Regions from separate parts of the Mus musculus genome. Here region 2 is linked to region 1. Evidence: chromatin contacts called from public Hi-C data. All regions are on one chromosome and are shown on one strand. The core of a region is the stretch at or near the end of the contact, and the rest is flanking DNA. Distances in the headings are between cores, read along the strand shown. Region 1 has its middle 28 kb from the start of Gm23096. Region 2 holds the start of Pcdh18 (protocadherin 18).

Region 1 (3,904 bases), core at 940-3,439:
TGTTTCAGTTGCTTCTAAAGGCGAATTGTTGGAGCACAGTCAAAATTGCCAATACGGAAAGAAGAAAAATAATGCAGCCAAATGTGTTTTTTTAAACTACATTTTCCATGAAATTTATACTTGGATGCTATGTGTTCAAAATTAATCAGGGGACTGGGTAAATTTCTGATTGCTAAAGTGTTAGCCATGCAAGAGTGAAGATTTGAGTTTTATGCCCAGAAACAATGTAAAAAGTTGATTATTTATTCTGAGACTGCTTTCTGAGATGCAATTTTTTAAGCTTTCTCGGTCCTTATTAGGAGCTTATCATGGATTCTAGAAGTGGGGGTTATATGTTTTTATTTTCAACAATTTTTTTTATTCTTCAGGATATAGAGCATAACATAATAAAATTAATTGAAATGAGGATTAACTTTAGATTTGTCTCTCCACAGAATACTTAATTTTAGAAAAGTTTGAAATATTCTCTTTGTACAAATAAGCATAAATAACAATGAAGTAAATAATGCATATATCAATAATCATATATAATAAAATAATATGAGAAAAATATTCATTGACAATATTACTTACAAATTAAATCATTCTTTAAAATCTATATGAGGTTGACAAATTTTTTAAATATTTATTTTACAATATCTAGGATGTCCTATGGCATATGGTTTGAGATAAAGTACATCTTGTTAATGCAAATTTCAAATAGTTTAAGAACAACTTTGCTTCTGTTTGACAGGTATAGTCACATGAGAAGAAAGTCCTGATCATTCTGTATTTTTAGTATTGAAAGAAATTGTGGCCATTAACTGGCAACTTTTAAGAGTAAAATAAGTAGCTAATACCTCAAAGTGTTTTAAAAATATTTCAAGGGAATGTGTAGACAGTCAAACTAATGGCCAATTTTCTGCCATCGTTTCTATGGTAACAGCACTGAAGCCTAGCATTTAGTAGGTGCTGACTACTTGGCAAGTGTTGTTCTCACTATGTTCCCGCTCCCTTAATGGCATGATTGCCTGAGATCAGACCAGTGGCCTCATAGGGAAAGCAAGGTATGAACAACCAGGGGTGATGGAGACCTCAAGAGACAGACAGGTAAGCATAACAACTGCTCTCTGGAGGCAGGCTTCATTGGCCAGCTCCTTTATTTGTGGGGAATAATGGGTATTTAAATCTTCGGGAGTTCATAGAAGCTTTCAGGGTGAGTGTACATTATTGGTTGAGCTAAGGTGTTGGGGATGACTCATTTGCCTGAGGAGGAATTCCAGGGGCTTGCTGGACAGGGGAAGTTTAATCTATAACCTGGCCACCAAGCTATGTGACCATTTCAAGGGTGAGAAAGGTGGAGACCATAAGGCTATGTCCTAGGGTATATAATCCCAGAGATGTTTTTTCGGGGTTTGGACAAACCTCGACTGCACTCTTGACCTCACTCTTGCTCCAGGCTGGCTCGTCCATCAAAGGTCTCTCTCCCACATGAAAACGTCTTCCTATGTAATCTCCATGATTAGCATTCTATCCCCACTCCTATTCTCAGTCAATAGACAGCCAGTTTAGCAAACAAGAAGTTGAAGTAGAAAGAGGTTGAGTGGTTTTCTGAAAAATGTGATCAGTATGGCTCTGACATCAGAATTGTATTCAGTCTCAGAGTCCAGGTTCCAAACTATGCTTATCTATATTAAAGACTTCAATATTCATAAGGTGTTTGATGATAGCTGTACATACATGGAAGGTGGCTAAGGAATTTATTGTATGTGGTTCAAATATCCTGGAGGAATTAAAAATAGTGACTTAGTGTCCTTCTGTGTAGTAGTAATGCCTTGTCTCATTAGAAACTGTTCCTTGTTAGCCATGACCAAATCATTTTGTAAACCACTTTCATTTTTATTAAACAATGACATTTATAGAAATCAAAGCAACCCGTGTCTCTATATTTTCATCCACCTCCTCCCATGGATGCCCAGCAATGGGTCCATAGCAATAGGAGGCCAGGAAAGGGTATTTTAGTGACCTGACACTTGGTATCTAACCATTCACTGGTTACCCTTAGCAACATTCTAACAAGGCTATTTATTAATCTCCTCCCACATCACTTCCTCTGAAGTCTCTAGGAAGGAAGGAAGCCACGCTCAACGGAACTCTTCTCTGAGTACACACTGTGCTCCTGTCTGCCTAAGATATTAATCACTCTTCTCATAAACCTTTTACCCCCAAAGAACAATATACTTCAGTGTTTTCCCGAACTGTAAACCTGAAACCGTTCACCCTAGAGGCAACAAAGACCTAGGACAAAGAGGAGCTATGTCCTGAACAGAAACTTCTACAGAGCCACTTCAAATAGCAAGTCATCTGGGAGAGGCACAAAACAAAGGAAGAGAATCAGACTTATTCCATGATGACAACACTGGCCTTGGGTAGTTAGCCTGGCCCATGATGAAATCTGCCCAGAAGTCTGACTGAGGCCAGGGCATAGGATGTGTTCATTCTTCTAGAACAGTGCTCTCAAGGCAAAGCACAATATGTGCTGAGCAGCAGAGAGGAGAGCTTGCCAGCACAGCTTACAGAGGGAGAAAGGTCTTATAAGCATCTACAAGTGCAAGATCAGAAACACAGCTTTGAGGGGCAGCTGTGAGAACTCCAGAGCAGCACACAAGTGCAGAAAGTAGACTGCTGGGTATATTTAGAAGGAGAGAAACAAAACCACATGAAAACTATAAACAGATCAGTAAGACTCAAGATTGTGGCTGATGCTTGGTGCAGGGACCTAAACACTCATTTTGTCTTTCTACCTTTTGTATTGGAATTTTCATCTTAACTTTTCTTGTTCACTTATTGTGTACTGTTTACCCATGGAATGATCCTCAGTGACCTCATCTGGGCATAAAGAGCCTGAAATATCCACTGGGAATTTAGGGTGCAATCAGCAGGTGGTCTGTAATCACCTTGTTAGAGAGTGATTCAGAGGCCAGGAGAATTAAGTTCATACACTCAAATTGTGTGTTAAAAGTGACACTGTGTGGCCTGGCCTTTGTCACTGTTGTCAGATTGGTGAATTACAGGAAGAATCCAGTGTCCTAGGTTTCTTCCCTTCTAATCCTTGGCATGTCCACCTCCCTCTCTCCATGGTGCTTTCATAAACATATGTTGCTGTAGAGACTGCTGGAAAAACTTTTGAAGCGGTGGTGGTGCTGCTGGTGGTTGTGAATGTGTGTGTGTGAGAGACTGCTCACGCAATGGCCCATCAGCAAGCATGTGGAAAGCTTAGCAGGACATCCAGTGTCTTGTTATACTGCCTTCAACCTGATGGTCTTGAAGCAGAGATTGGACTGACCTGGAAGCTCACCACTTCAGCTACCCTGTGTGGTCAGTCAGTTCCCAGGGCTTTGTGGTCTTGGGTTACAAGCAAGCACAGGTATAGGCACACCCAGCTTCTTTTGTCCTAAGATTTATATTTTATTGTGCGTGTGGCGGGGGCAGGGGTGTCTGTGTATGTGTCTTGTATGCATGTTAAGTGTGTGTGAATGATGTATGTATGTAAGTGCGTGTGCGTGTGCGTGTGCGTGTGCGTGTGTGTGTGCGTGTGTGTGTGTGTGTGTGTGTGCGCGTGTGCGTGTGCGTGTGCGTGTGCGTGCAGGCACATGAGAACAGATACGCACCAAGGTTAGAGGCTTTGGATTCCACAGAGATGGAGTTACAGGCAGTTGCCAGCTGCTAGACACAGGTTCTACAGCTAAACTTAAGTCTTCTGAAGAGCAGTACAAGCTCTTTAGGATGGGGCTATCTCTCCAACCTGACGCCCTCCATCAAATTCAGACATTTATGCTTGTACACTAGAGCCTGTGCTGAGCTGTATCCCTAGGTTTGTAAGGGAGCGTTTGCTGTTGTTTTGATTCATTTGATCTTTGCATTT
Region 2 (3,904 bases), core at 971-3,470, 71 kb before region 1:
TAGCCTCTGCTCTAAGTGTAAAGAGATTGCAAGCATCCGCGAGATGATTCCAAGATTGCTAGAGTCATAAGCACAGAAACACATTCTGAATGGCCACATCTCACCTGTCAATTTATGGTGAATACCTTGGAAGATGAAGTCATTTTCATAATATTTATGGGCAAGCACACTGCCTGGAGGAAGAGAAAGATTTGCTAAAGCATGGTGCTCTAAGCAAATGTAAGACGCATCCCATAAATGAAGATGACCAAGCCAAGGCATGCGTTGTGGCAGTATGCTTATCACATTCACAGATGAAAGTCCTCAAACTGATAGACTTAGATGTCTTTGGAATTCTCTCCCTAATTTTGAATAGTCACTAACTCCTTTTTTTGTTCCTTTGGCTTTTACAGAGAGGCTCTCTAAAGCCCGAACTGACATAATTATTGGCTCAGATTGTTAGCGACATAGGCCAGATGGCTGTGAGTTTCTAAAGTCCCAGTTGCTTATGGTAGTTTTCTGAGTTTGTCTATAGGGTTTGGGGATCAGCAATTTGAAAGGGTTGCAAACTTGTAAAATGGTGTTATTGGGGGGGCAGAGTGTTCATCAGAGTGACATAGCACTAAACACATTCATAGCAGACATCCTAGTCTGCACAATTTGACACACAGCACTGGTTTCTGGGGGTGGGAATGGGGGTGAGACAATGGCTCATAAAATGTTTTTGAATGCTTAGAATGAAGGAGAGTTTGTATTGGGGCTCTTCTCTGGTTTCTTCTTGGGGGAGTACCTTCTCTGTGACTATAGCTGAGTTCTGCTGAGAGTAAGCAAAGTGGAAAAATCAGAAAATTACTTTTTAAAAAAATGTGTTTCTGGGGGGCAAAATAGGAGAAAAATAAATGTCAAATAAGTTACATGGAGATTCTGTGAAGCACAGAATTTGCAAGTAGCTGAAGACAGCTGAGGGATAATGCAAAGGGGGGGTGGGGAGGGTGAGCAAGAATGGAGCCAGAGTGATAAACTTAAAAGGAGCCGCAGAGCAGAAGGAGCATCATAAATAATCATATTTCCCAATAAGAATACCATATCAACCCCGTGACCTGGATACAGCACCAACCTCCTGAGATATTTCCAGCACTCTGATGCACACAAAATGCAATTTTCAGCTCAGGCATTTTATTTCTCAGTGTAAACAACCTTTGGGTTTTTAAAATACATATCTGGAAACTGTTTTCATAAATAATGTATGTATTATAAAAATTTGACTTGTAAACTATTGAGTCCATGTCTCCTCAGAACTCATTGTGAAAACTCACTATGGGTAGATAGTACTCTATTGGAAGAATTCGCTAGGCGAAGGCTACCAATTTTACCCAAGCTATCAATTTTGCCCAAAATAAATAGGATTTTTTTAAGTGCAAGGCTATATATATATATATATATATATATATATATATGGAACAATTTTGCTCAAGCTAAAGAAAGGGCTGAAATAAGGTAGAATTTTTTTGCTAATTAGTTCCAAACTCTGAGGTGTTCCTTTAAATCTTGCTAATTAAGAGAAATCGGGAGTGCAAGATAGGCCCCTTTCTTATCTTCAAAGAGTAAAGATGAAAGAAAGCAGAAAATGAAACCTCTCCACTTGGGCTGTTCTTTAAAACAGAGCTCCAAGAAAATCGGCTTGCTGCTCCTTGGAGGAGAAAAGACCCGCCGAGGGGGAGGGGGTGTGTGCATAATTAGAAGCAAGTTTCCCCATTTTATTAAATTCCTCCACCGACAAAATTCACTTGGAGGTATTTTAAGTGAAACCAGCAGTTAAGGAACCCTGAAAAAAGCAAGATGATTACATGTTTGTAGCAGAAGAAAAGATCAATTAAGAAAACAAGAACTATTTAATGTGCCATATATAAATACAGGCGACCAGAAGTTGATTTAAAGTTTTTTTCTTCCTTTCTTTTTCCTTCCCTCCCGGTCTCCCCACCCCCACACCGCTCTCCTGCTGTAATTTGTCTCCCCTTTGTCGCGGCACGCTTGGAGAAAGTGGATGGAGATGGAGGAGGGGCGGGAGGGCTGAACCCCACCCCCGGCCGCGCTCCCGCGCCCCTAGCGGGTCCCCAACCCGCGCCCGCCACCCTCCCGCTCCCACCCTCCACGCGCGCCCTCCCTCGCTCCGGTGACTCCAGCAGCTTCGGATTTGGAAGCTCGCTGATTGGCTGGAAGCGATTCAACACACGCCAGGCAAAGAGCTTTGTCTGAGTTGAAGTGAAGTTGTAGAGATTTTCAGACTGGAGTCAGCAATCACCGGTGTTTAGTCTGCAGCGGAGCAGAGAAAAGGAAAGGGGGGAAAATCAAGAATCGCCCGGGAAACACAGACTGCAGACTCCGCCAGCACCCTGCAATAGATGGGGACGGAGTCCACGCGGGGAGCCAGGCCGAGGTGACACGCTGCTCCCAGCCAGGAGGACCAGCGGCCACCCCTACCAGGAAGGGACTTCACGCTCCTATCTGGAAGTCGCCAAACGGTGTGTATGAAAACTGAAGTTTGCGAGCTGTTTAATTGCTGTGTGATTAAGAGTCGCTTTCAAGACTCTGAGACCCGATGTGGCTTAGAGCTCTGAGTGGCTGGGAGGAAGTTGAAGGGATTGCTGGGCTCTTCTAACTCGCCCTGAGAAGGGAATCTAGCAACTGACCAATGCACCAAATGAATACTAAAATGCACTTTAGATTTGCACTTGCACTTCTGATGGCGTTTTTCAGCCACGATGTCCTGGCTAAGAATCTGAAATACAGGATTTATGAGGAGCAGAGGGTCGGATCGGTAATTGCTAGACTATCAGAAGATGTGGCTGATGTTTTATTGAAGCTACCAAATCCTTCTGCTGTTCGTTTTCGAGCCATGCCACGGGGGAATTCTCCTCTCCTGGTCGTAAATGAGAATACCGGAGAAATCAGCATAGGGGCTAAAATTGACCGCGAGCAACTATGCCAAAAAAACTTGAACTGTTCGATAGAGTTTGATGTGCTCACTCTGCCGACCGAGCATCTGCAGCTGTTCCACATTGAAGTGGACGTGCTGGACATTAATGACAATTCCCCCCAATTCTCGAGACCCGTCATTCCCATTGAGATATCGGAGAGCGCAGCAGTTGGGACTCGTATCCCCCTGGACAGTGCGTTCGACCCAGATGTTGGGGAAAATTCCCTCCACACCTACTCGCTCTCTGCTAATGATTATTTTAATATCGAAGTGCGAACCAGGACAGACGGGGCCAAGTACGCTGAACTCATAGTGGTGAAAGAGTTGGATCGGGAGCTGAAGGCTAGCTACGAGCTTCAGCTCACCGCCTCCGACATGGGAGTGCCTCAGAGGTCTGGCTCCTCCATCCTGAAAATCAGCATTTCGGATTCCAACGACAACAGCCCGGCCTTTGAGCAGCCTTCTTACACAATACAACTCTTAGAAAACTCCCCAGTTGGAACCTTGCTCCTTGATCTAAATGCCACCGATCCAGATGAGGGCGCTAATGGGAGAATTGTGTATTCTTTCAGCAGTCATGTGTCTCCCAAAATTATAGAGACTTTTAAGATCGACTCAGAAAAAGGCCACTTGACTCTTTTCAAGCCAGTGGATTATGAAATCACCAAGTCCTATGAGATAGACGTTCAAGCCCAAGATTTGGGTCCCAATTCCATTCCTGCTCATTGCAAAATTATAATTAAGGTTGTGGATGTCAATGACAATAAACCTGAAATTAGCATAAATCTCATGTCCCCTGGAAAAGAAGAAGTATCTTATGTCTTTGAAGGGGATCCCATTGATACATTCGTTGCTATCGTCAGGGTTCAAGACAAGGATTCTGGGCTGAATGGGGAAATAATCTGTAAGCTTCATGGGCATGGACATTTTAAACTTCAGAAGACATAT

The links. Hi-C and Micro-C count contacts between places; a contact is called where the count stands out from the background.
Region 2: a contact with region 1 is called in a Hi-C map of nephron progenitors, with 2.8 times the contacts expected there. The contact joins the promoter of Pcdh18 here to the enhancer-like site in region 1. A contact is called at or near these places in 4 of 484 Hi-C or Micro-C datasets (nephron progenitors, stem cell-derived neural progenitor cells and uterus) and 2 of 9 other capture datasets (adipose tissue and liver).

What each region holds. Positions count from the first base shown.
Region 1 is chr3:49,684,951-49,688,854 of GRCm38.p6, reverse strand. No RefSeq gene overlaps it. Among named protein-coding and RNA genes, the nearest start is that of Gm23096, 28 kb to the right of the region's middle. Within about 2 kb of position 2,189, at least 19 of the 459 cell types and tissues checked have an H3K27ac peak or open chromatin away from gene starts, as enhancers often do. A contact at or near this core is called in nephron progenitors and stem cell-derived neural progenitor cells, where this site is marked.
Region 2 is chr3:49,755,632-49,759,535 of GRCm38.p6, reverse strand. Pcdh18 (protocadherin 18) reads left to right here and starts at 2,220. Exons shown (of 4, transcript NM_130448.3): 1 at 2,220-3,904. The coding sequence starts at 2,672.